Regions from separate parts of the Larimichthys crocea genome. Here region 1 is linked to region 2. The links are chromatin contacts, called in public Hi-C maps. All regions are on one chromosome and are shown on one strand. Each heading gives the region's core, a stretch centred on a gene start, on an enhancer-like site or on the middle of the called end of the contact. The rest is flanking DNA. Distances are from core to core; before and after follow the strand shown.

Evidence for each region. Hi-C and Micro-C count contacts between places; a contact is called where the count stands out from the background.
Region 1: a contact with region 2 is called in a Hi-C map of muscle, with 3 times the contacts expected there. The contact joins the promoter of adcy7 here to the promoter of nod2 in region 2. A contact is called at or near these places in 2 of 7 Hi-C or Micro-C datasets (both in muscle).

Annotation. Positions count from the first base shown.
Region 1 is chrVIII:22,871,974-22,877,624 of L_crocea_2.0, forward strand. It overlaps adcy7 (adenylate cyclase 7), which reads right to left and starts at 3,246. Exons shown (of 28, transcript XM_019274315.2): 1 at 3,060-3,246. It overlaps tent4b (terminal nucleotidyltransferase 4B), which reads right to left. Exons shown (of 12, transcript XM_010757293.3): 12 at 5,376-5,651.
Region 2 is chrVIII:22,702,329-22,707,937 of L_crocea_2.0, forward strand. nod2 (nucleotide-binding oligomerization domain containing 2) reads right to left here and starts at 4,161. Exons shown (of 10, transcript XM_010729143.3): 1 at 3,989-4,161; 2 at 3,566-3,838; 3 at 2,532-2,658; 4 at 566-2,345; 5 at 354-437; 6 at 176-259; 7 at 1-62. The coding sequence starts at 3,712.

The sequences.
Region 1 (5,651 bases), core at 1,996-4,495, 170 kb after region 2:
AAATAAAGATCTAAAATAAATGTTCAGGGTTTTGGACAACCCTGACTGACAGACCCCTTAAAGTATTTAAACCTCACTTTAGGAACCGCTACTTTATACCACCTATATGGTCAGCTGAGGCTGCATGACAGAGGAAAAAGAAACACAAAACAACTCTACCACTGGTTATTAAGAGACTCGTCACAAAACAACAGTGAGCATAGTAGACTCTGGCGTCACTCTAAACAGTAAAGATCTGTCCCGGGGTTTGTGTTTTTTTTGTTTGTGTGTGTTCTCGTGTGTCTCTGCTGCACAGTTCCCAACAGACAGTCCCTGTCCAGATTCATCAAAGTGTAAAATTATTCTGATAACATGCACAATCACAACAAGCTTCCCATCATGTCAGAATGAGATACATCACAGCATCACAATGGATAGTTGCACACCAAAGGCAAATGCCAATGTATGTGTCACAATATAAATTACAGCCTTTCCATGAAAGGACCTAGGCATCGCAGTGGTGCATTGATCCACTGATCCATGACCAAGAATCTAACCCCAGCCTACTGTAGTGCCACTCTGTGGTCTTGTGCCTATTATACTATGAAAAAAACAAGCTCCTGGGGTGTCGTTTAGCTCAGTTGGTAGAGCAACCGCCCTATGTACAAAGGCTCAGTCCTTCCCACGGCAGCCCAGGGTTCAAATCCGACCTGTGGCTCCTTCCTGCATGTCATTCCCCATCTCTCTCTCCCCACATTTCCGGTCACTCTTCAGCTGTATCTGAGCAAAAATGCACAGGGTTCAAAATCAATTGAGAGAGCAGTTGGGGCATTGATTTTGAAGTATGGAGCTTGTTTGTTTTTAAGCTTTATTTTTGATAGAGATATTTTTGACAAACAAGTTTTGCAATACTCATTATTTAAGTACATTTGAATTTAATGCTCTGTGCTGACTAGATAATTAAAATCTGTCCTCTGTCCTCATTACAGAAAAGCAGTTACTGGTAACCCCACAGACTCTATTTACCAAGGCAGAATTGACAAAGGGATTAGTGTAATCATCCAAATGATACATGTACACACACACGCACACGCCATGGATGTCATCCTCGTGCAGATGGTGATTTATTAATGTGCCCTGCATTTTATCACCTAATCCCAGGGTTTACACGTTTTTCATTCTTCTATTCTTGGCTAACAGAAAACAGTTTACAGTCAGTGCAAACAATATTAGGCTGGAGCAAACCGCTTTAATCAGCAGAACTGCATTTTCTAGTGAAGAAACACATGTCATATGATGTTTTCACAAGACATCTGCACGGCTACACAATCTCGTATTGCCGGTAAGAGAAGCTTCAGGATTTCCTTTCATTCAACAGCTTAAACTGCATGACAATATCAAGTCCACTTTCTCTTTAGTCATAGAACTGCTGTAAATCATGGCCGATGTTTAAATGAGGGTTGGGCAAGTGAATTAAAGAAAAAATATAAATATAATTTTTCACATTTTATAGCCTGAACGGTTAATCTATAAATCGACAAAACAATCAGCAGATTAATCAGTGATAAAGATGATCATTGGTTGCGGCTCTATAATTCATCATAGCACAGACAGACTGCGAATATGTTGTGTTGTGGTATAGTAATAAAATAATAATGTAAGAAAACTAGGTGGATTGCAATAGGTAGATGATTTGTTTGCATAGTCAACATATTGTTGTTCAGCTAAATCCAACCATTACAATCTGTCTATTGGTTCTCCGTTCACAATGGTAAGATCAACAGACCTACAACACTGTATGCATAAAAAAATATGTTTGATACTGTTGGTTTAATAAAAACATGAATCAATGCGACACTGACCTCAAGCCCCAGTGTTGTTAGAAAACAAGCTCTCCACAGCAACAGCATTATATATTTACCTTCAAGATAGCCATAACACTATGGTTCACAACAGCCACTGTGATGTACTGACAAAAACCCACCACTTCAAAACCTTTTCTTCAGTATAAAGTAGTTCCAATGAAAAATGTTGACAGTGAGGTCTTTAGATTATCCAGTCCAATCCCACGGCACAACACCACATGCACACAAAGTCAGAACTTCACTTGCTTAAACATTAAAGCCATCTGTGACGCAAAGACTGAAGGAAAGACCAGCGTTAGGACCACATATGAATTAGCTTCAACACCAGTTAAGTACAAGCTGCAGTTAAAACCGGAACATTTATAGACCTTTGGTATTTCAATTGCTCAAAATATCTTGTTTTATGTGGCAGTTTTTACAAAGAGACTAAAAAAAAAAAAAAAAGGTCACTCTGAAATGAAAGGGTACAAACAGAGGCGCCAGTCCTGTTGAACCCATGAGCATTATGTTCTCGGAAGAGATAGGAAGAGATAAACTCTTTCAAGTCAGTATCTTAGCAGCAGCACTTTTGCATACTTAACACAAAAAAAAATCATTTCCTGCCCTGTAAACATTTTGGGGTCAGGCTTAGTTTGAAGAACACCAAGTCACAGATACAAGACAACACATATGACTGAAAAAAGAAGAGTGGAGAAATGGAAATGTGCATGAAACTCTGCAGAAGACACACCAGCATAGTGTCACATACACTGTGCAGGTTCACAGATAGTATCTAGATTTTAATGAGAGTGATATGAATCCATTAAAGACATTTGACTACCATATTACCGAACAAACACCCTCATCGGATTTACAGAGAAGTGTCGAAGTGAAACACCGGCAGCTAAATTCAAAGTGAGCCACAGCAGGTAGCCTCGTTGTTAACTGGTAACCCGAAATGCACCAAACTCAACATCAGACTGTGGGTGACATGAGCAGACAGGTGAAAAAACACCGAAAGAAACTGAAAACTGGTAAGAAAACACACATTTGGTGAAACATCACCTTCCACCCAAATGTAAAAGCTCTGACAACTTTTTGGACAGAGAAATCCGTCTTTGTTTTTAAAATGAGGAAACAATTAACCTCTCCTTGAGACGAGAACAAAAGCTTCCAGGTTGTAAAGTTTCACCTGGGGTATATATTGTATAATTAAACAAAGTTTCACTGTCTTACCTGACAGGTTTTTAATAACGTCTCGTGGACATAAATGTACACAGATGACTTATGGATGCGGTGTTGGGAGCGCGTGCTGTGGTCCCCCGTGCAGCCTCTCCAACTGTCAGTCCGCGCGCTGCTCGGAGCTCAGACGCCCCTCCTCCATCTCTGTCAGGCACCACTCACGCGCGCGTTTACCACCACACTCACGCGCATTTTTTTCCCCCCCCCCCCCCGCTTTTTTTTTTTTTTTTTTTTTTTTTTGACACACGCACACCACACTTGTGCGTGTTAAATTAAGTCACGGTGTGGGGGGACTTTACCCGTGAAGCTATTGACCCTATGACACAGAGTGGAAAAGGTGTCTACCACTGCATGCACTGCATATCTTACACACTGCCTTTAAACAACCGCAGCTGTAGTGCTGAGAAATGACGGCTCGAGTTGCAGTCTGGACTTCAATGTGTCAGAAGACAGAAGATGAAACTTTCACAGCAGTGAGCGTTATATCCTGTATCCGCGGTAGCCATTGCAGAGTAATGGTATATAATGTATTATTGCTGGCTCCTTTCACTGTGGGTGAATGTTGTATATACAGACTTGGAGCGATGGCTCCATCTACAGGCTAGTTGTTGCAATGACAGAGGGGCATTGACATCATGAAGTGAGATAGAGATAGTTCAAATAAAAATAAAATCAAAATCATCTCCCTTTCATAATGTGAGTAGACAAGCCACATATTAACTTGCACCACACCTCCCCGCGGTTTATCCTATTTCAAAATGTAAGACTCATTTATATGACCTCTAATGTTCATGGATCCACCTGAATAAGCTCAGTTTCAGTGACATTTCAGGCTGCCTGTGGAGGGGTTTGTCCGATCTGACCATGATTGCTGCAGGTCTCTGCGTATTTTGGCACACACTTTAAGATTTGCAGCAAACTCTGGATTTAGACACGGAGGGATCAGTGACAAGGTCCTTTTTAGGGTTTTAATGGCTACAATGTTGGCCGTTTTCTCCCCGACTGCTGTTAACATGTCACTGTTTTAAGAACTGGCCACGTGGGTTTTCACAGGGTACTCCTGTTTCCCCCATTTATGGATGGATGGATGGATGGATGGATGGATAGATAGTGTTATTAAGATATTCATAAGCACTCTCATCTTCTGTGAAGACCATAGGCTTTGTGTTCAAGGCACTCCTCATTTGCTGCTGGTAGAAGACAGAGCTTGTATTACCCAAGTCTGTCAAATTGAACAGAAGTTGCCGAAAAAGAGCAGCAAAAAATGTACTGGGACAGTTCAGTCGCTGTTACTGCGTCTACCTCAGAGCAAAGTACTACTTGTTTATACATGTCCCACAGGTATGAATCAGAGTGATCTATCTTTAGTAGTTCAGTAGTGGATTCACTTACTTTTACAGTTGGTATGAAGTTCATTGTATTCACCAAAGTCAGCCTGTGGAGCAAATTTCATTAATTCTAGATGTTCTGATGAGACACTTGGCATTTATGGTTCTTAAAGGGAGTTTAAAATTAAGATTAAGTTGGAATTGACTGCCCCGTGATCGCATGGACTATCAACTACCTCCCTAAAAGAACATAGTATTATCATCACTGCGTGTCTGATGCAGCACAGGGGACCCACAGGGTACGATGATCACTCTTCTTTTCATTCAAACTGTACACATCAAACCTCAGACAACAATCACCTCTCCCAAGTTCTCAGCAATGGTTGGATGTGTATCAGAAGGAAATGAGCAGGAGCACAGACTTTGTCAACTCTTGTAATCTCAACCACCTTGACATCAACACCAGCCAGATGAAGGAGGAAGACACCTCAGGCCACCAGGGATTGGATATCGAGATGGTAGGAACGTACAAATACCTGTGTGTTCACCTAAACAATGAATTGGACTAGTTGGAGAACAATTAAGTCGTCTTCACTTGCTGAGGAGACTGAGGTCCTTTGATGGATCAATAATGATCCCATAATGAGCATTAAAGACAATCTTATTTGAGCTTCTCCACCAGTCGTGGTCGGTCCACATAAAAAGTGCACCAGTGAATCCAATTGCTGAGTGAGAAATGACACCTTGAGGTTCCAGAGGTTTAATTGTACTGATTTTATTGCATGAATTGTAATAGCTGCAGAGAAACATTTCAGGTGAGTACAGTTGGGTTTGAAGCCTTCCTGCAGTGAAGAGAGATGGTCAGTGGACATTCAGATGGCACAACTTTATTCACCTTTCTCCTTCAGTCTACCACAAGACCAGCGCTTATATACTGCATTCAAGCCACAACTGTAGTACTGTTGAATTTTTTTTTTTTTTTGGGGGGGGGGGCACCACAAAAAAATAAGCTCAAGTTATAGGGTGGATTTACCAAATGTGCTTCACTGTGTTAACACAGAAGATCAAACTTGCTCAGCAGTGAGCATGACATCCTATAGCTGCAGTAGTCATTGTAGAGTAATGATAATAGTGTAAGGTGGTTGTTATTGCTGGCTCCTTATTTGTTCCACTGTGGGTGAATGTTGCTCCATTTGGAGAGAGACACAATAAGGGGCTTGTGGTGTGCTTTGGTGTGCTACTCCCTCCAGCAAGCACT
Region 2 (5,609 bases), core at 2,911-5,410:
TGAATTTCAGTCCCTCTGCCAGTTGTTTTGCTCCTTCCGCTGTTATATTATTGTTGCCTAGCCTGAAAGAAAATAGAGTAAATAAGTTGGCTGTTCATTTTCCACTACATATGCTTATTGCATATTATTTTTCTATTAATGTCACATTTAAAGAGAAAATACTGTATGTGTTGACCTTAGAGAAAGGAAATCGTCCTTGGTCCTCAGAAGTTGAGAAATGTGCTGTGTACAAGCATCAGTAAGCTTGTTGTTGAAGAGCCTAGGAAAAACAAAATAATTATAAAAGGTAATTCATCAAACATCATTGATAACTTCATGATAGTGTTAATGATCATCATCTTGACAATACTTACGCAATTTTCCGAAAGTTTTCACACTGGATACCTTTAGCAATCAGTTTGCGGATCCCCTCATCTGTAATGTTATTATTCCTTAGGCTGATGAAGGGAAAATAGAATACATTTAAGCATATCATATTTTTATGCCTTGTAGTAAATGCTGCTGTGGAAGATTAGTTCATTATAATGAATAGACGGGAGGAAAGATTTAACCTTTTCATACTCACTACAGGGAATTACAAATGTGCATGCAGGGAAGAAGCTGCTCCACTCCAACATCACCTACAGAGTTGTTGTCCAGCTGGAGTCCTACAGGATTCCTTAAATGCTGGAGCACATAGGCTAGTGCAGTACACTCTACAGGACCGATGTTACAGTAGGTCAGTTTCAGATGGTCGACCTCCAGCTTACTCATGGCATCTTTAGCAATCCTGCTCTCCTGCATCTCATAGATGCATTTGATAAGCCAGACAAAGCCAGGCATTGCATGCATGCTCTTCTTCTCTCCTTCTACTGGTTGAGGGATAGACTTGAAGTGTTTCTGCATGCCTTTGGACAGGCATTTCCCTACCTGTCTGATCTTCTTCTCCATCACAGCACTGGGGCAGCACTGGAGCCACAGACTTTGATGGCGCTTGGACAGTAGTCCTGACACAAAGGTTGCTGTGATTTGCAGATTTGATGTTTCAGCTGCTGTAGCGTCCCCCTGTAAAGAGCAATCTTGTTGGTAAGTGGAAGGCAAGCACGCCCGGAAGCATGAGCTGGTCAGATCTGTCTCCCACATGTCCTTCACCTCAAAGAGCTTAGAGATAGTTGAATGATCCATGTTATTTGACAAAACAATGTACAGGGCAGCAAAGAAACACTGCATAGTCACATGAAGGAATTCATAGTGTTTACCGTGGTTGGAGGACAAATCTTTGCTTTGTATGAGAAAGCCCATGTAGATATCATTTTCAGTTACACCACATGTCTCCAGGTCTGTACCTGAGAAGATGTAACAGGTGTTTTTCATTCCCTCAAAGGCAAGTTGCCCCAGATGCAAGACTGTTTTTAGGTGATCCTGAAACCAACCTAACCCAACAGTACTCTTCAGGGAGCTTTGGTGCTGGAAAAAGTGCTGTAAGATCATTAGGTACACGTCTGTGATTGTCTGTGGGCTGCCCTCTCCACAACCTAGCAGCTCCTTATGGCACTGTGAGACAATCCAGCAGAGGACTGGACTATGACACAGTCCAAGTAAAGCAGTGTTTGTCTGTAGGGACTCCAAAACCTTAGTAGCTACAGTGTTGTCACTGTGATGTTTTCTTACAAAACAGTCAATCCCACTTGGGGAAAAGCCTTTCAGGAGGACCTCTTTGCAAAGGTGTGTCTTTAACATAGGGCCAACTGCCTCTGGGCGACTAGTTACCACCTTTCGAACTCCCTTCATTAAAGAACCCTGAATGAAGTTGAACAATAGTATGTGAACAGGTGCAGGCTGTGTTGGGCAGCAGAGCCTCTTTTCATCTGAAAAGCTCTGCTTGAGCTCATCCAGGCCATCAAAAGTGAACAGAACGAGATGTGGATGGTCCAGAATGAACTGGAAAATCTCTTCCTGATCCCTATCTGGCCAGCAGCAGTGCTGAAACAGCAATTCTTTGACAGACAATTCCCTGTGCTCTGAGTTCAACCTGCGACAGCTGAATGGAAACAGAAGTAGAAATTGCTGCAGGGCTACTCCCCGAGCCCAAAGCAAGTGTAACCTTTGGAGTAAGGTAGTCTTCCCACTGCCTGCCTCCCCAGACACTAGCACCGTGTCGGCCTCCTCGTTCACTGTACCCACTGTACCGACTATGTCCTCTAGACCCAAAGGTCCATGGACATCAGCACAGTATTGAGCTAGTTCCAGTTGGCCTTCGGTGTAGATGTCATCCAGAGACATGTGACTGGTTCCTCCATAAGTACTGAGAAAGCAGGACTGGGCAGACACAGAACTGCTGAGTTTCTTCTGATACTTTAAGAACTCTGTGAAAAAAAACATACATATAAAACAAACTACAATAAACACACAGCACTGTAAAATTATACATACTGTATTTGCTAACAACCGGTCCTTTTACATTCTTGAGTGAGTCATTTTTTTTCAAGCAGGTTCTATTTTTGCAGTGCCACCAAGGAAAAGCATACATTTTGTACAATGACATACTTCACCTTTGGGAGGGGTCAGTTTCTCCGGGTTCAGAGCGGATCCAGTTTCCTGTTTTTGCTGAATGTATTGCAGCACAACCTTTGCTGCTAATTCTCCCTTTGGTCTGACATGGTCAAGTAAACGCCTTGCCTGATTGAATGACATCAGAGTCATTTGTTCAGCATATTGGGAAATACGATTATCCCCTTATTGCCAAGAGTTAAGATGAGACTGATACAGCTTTCATTTCTGTGAAATGGTGAATGTAACACCATCAGACAGTTTGCTTAGCTTAGCACATATACTGAAACAGGGGTTCTCATACTCGTTATAGTGACCTTTAGAAGTTGTAGTTGGTGAATTTTGTTACTTTTGCACAGAGCTAGACCAGCTATTTCCCACTATTTACAGACTGTGTATTAGGCTAAACTAACAGACTACAAGTGCTGGCTTCATAGTAACTGTAACAGACATGAGGGTGGTAATAATTTTCTTATTTAAGTCTTGGAATTAAACTGAATACGTGCATTTGATTCATTTAAAATCAGCACTGGTACAAAGGCATTTTATGATAGTATCAAAATTATTTTTAAAGTATTCAAATCCAGACTGCGAGTATAGTGAAATGCAAAAAACAAGCATTAGTTTAATTCCAAGCCAACTGAATAGGTAAAAAACAATAAAAGGAACAGTAATAATTTGCTCTTTTTTTCAGTACCTGCTGAGAGGGGGTGTATACAGGTAGGCGCACTTCATCGCAGTCTGCTGAGGTAAAGTGTCCTGATATGACGAGAGCTTCTAAAGCACCATGAATGCGGCCTAGTAGCTTGCTGACCAGGCTTGGTCTTTGAGTCAGAAGAGTATGAGTTGATGTGCTTTGGTATTCTTCTTTTTCTTCTAGATTTGAATTACATCCAGCAAATGAGAGGCCAACTATCTGTGATTCAGGCAAGACCTGTTTGAGAGCAGCAAGAAAGAGCTCACAAGTGTCCACACCCTTTGTATAAACCAGGTCGAGCAACTGTCGGGCTTTGGTGTACAGTGCCCTATCTGGTACCTGTATGTTCTGGTAATCCTCCCATATGAGCTCCCCTTGGGCCAGCAGTATGTCCAAAACTCGTTCCAGATGTTCAGTTGACCCACTGCTGCACAGCGCATGCAGGATCTCTGTCCTCTGTTTCAGCACAAACTCCTGGGCAAACATGCTGTCCACATGTTAGCATCCATATTCAGGAACATCCAGCGTGTTCTTCTGCTGTTTCCAGTATCACATCCTGGCACAGCAAACACCCACGTCATCATGTTAGCAACTACAAGTGTCATTGTTGTTCTGCAAAATTTTAGTCAGATACCAGGTGATCAGTGTTCATAGCTGTTTGTTGTTTATTCATACACAGTGGCCGTTTTCATTTAAAACAAACACACAGGATTAACCATGGGAACTTAATAACAGTAATAGCATTGTAAAATTGTCACTCACGTTAGAGTCTCCACAACAGGCTTTCCAGCTTTCTTCCTTCCATCTGTCATTTCAGCAGAGGCACTACGCTACTTTAGACTACCGCTTCCTCATTCCACAGCAGAAAGCGAAACAAGTTCTCCAAACCAAGCCTACCTTCCCTTGCCAACAAAACTGAAGCACCAACAGAACCGACATACAATACGTTTAAAAAAAAACGTTTCAAAATAAAAGACCGCTCGACTTAGACTGGGACTATAATAGAGGGGGACTTACTACTCTATCTACAGTTGGTAGGAGAAGAAGAAAATATTAAGTATTAAGTAATATTTTCTTCTTCTACTACTTTGAAACGTTTTTTTATTTCGAAATGACCGTATTAAATAAAACAGAAATAACTAATTAATTCTTGTGCGGCCCGGTACTGATTGATCCACGGACCGGTACCGGTCCGCGGCCCGGGGGTTGGGGACCACTGCTGTAGAACACTTGTGTGCACGCCTTGCAAATAAATAACTAATACACCTGTTTTGTTTTGGCTTTTTTTGGGAGGGGCAGGGGTTATCAAAATAGAACAAAAGCAACATTTCACAATGGACTGCTTGATATTCACAGGAGTTTATAGTTTTTCCACATGCTAATGACTATTGTATTTCCACATCCTCTTGCCAGTGGTTTTCAGAGTGAGGGTGCTACAGTTTATCATAAAGAGGAATTATAGTTTTTAAAAAGCAGAAGTCTGGCACTACTAAATATTAATGACTTACTTTACATATTTCCAAGAAAAGACACCAAAAATATACTGAAGAAAAAAGTTGCAGATCCAAGGTTGTTTACTGGTTGCAATTTGGTTATGCAACCACTGGATGGAACTGTTGCATAAATAAACCTGGTGTGTTTAAGAGGGAATGGGATTTTCTTACCTTTGACATATTTCTTGATTCCTCTTTTTGTCACATTTCTTTGTTCTCTTTAGTCTAATTTCCTGATTCTTTGATTCCTTTTTTTCTGTCTCAGAGGCTGACTTCATGTCATCATCCTACCTGCAGCACAACTTTTTCTATGTGCACAATGTACAGTTCAGTCAGACATCTTATATTTGGAATGTTTAATGCAGCAGCAGAATATGGTTAGACTTTAGCATCTAGACTCCGACCCCATCACTCCTGCAGATATTTATACGTAGGGATATTGAGAAGCGACAAGCTTCTTAAATATCTTAAATATCTTAAACCCCCCAAACAGCACACATTTGGAGCTGATGTGAGGATCTTCTATAATGTAGGCCAAAGCACCAGCCACCATGTGGCCATTCTCCATGAGCACCCCTACCAGAAGGGAAATAAACTATCTGCTATGAATCTGCTATGAGTGTGCCTAGCAGCAGCCACTATTTCCCATGGACACCTTAGATCACCTGCAAATACACTGACAGATATTCCAAAATGACTGAATACTGTATACCCAGCAACCTGCTGATATGCAACAATAAAATTAAGATCAAGATATCCCAGGAGATGAGCAGCGGCCCAGGGAGTTTAGTGTTTAGGTAAGCTGATAGAAAGCTGCAGTTGTAGCTGCGCCAGTTCTTAGGGAGTGAGGGAAATAGTGTTCATGGGGTAGGCCGCACCTCAGGCAGAGA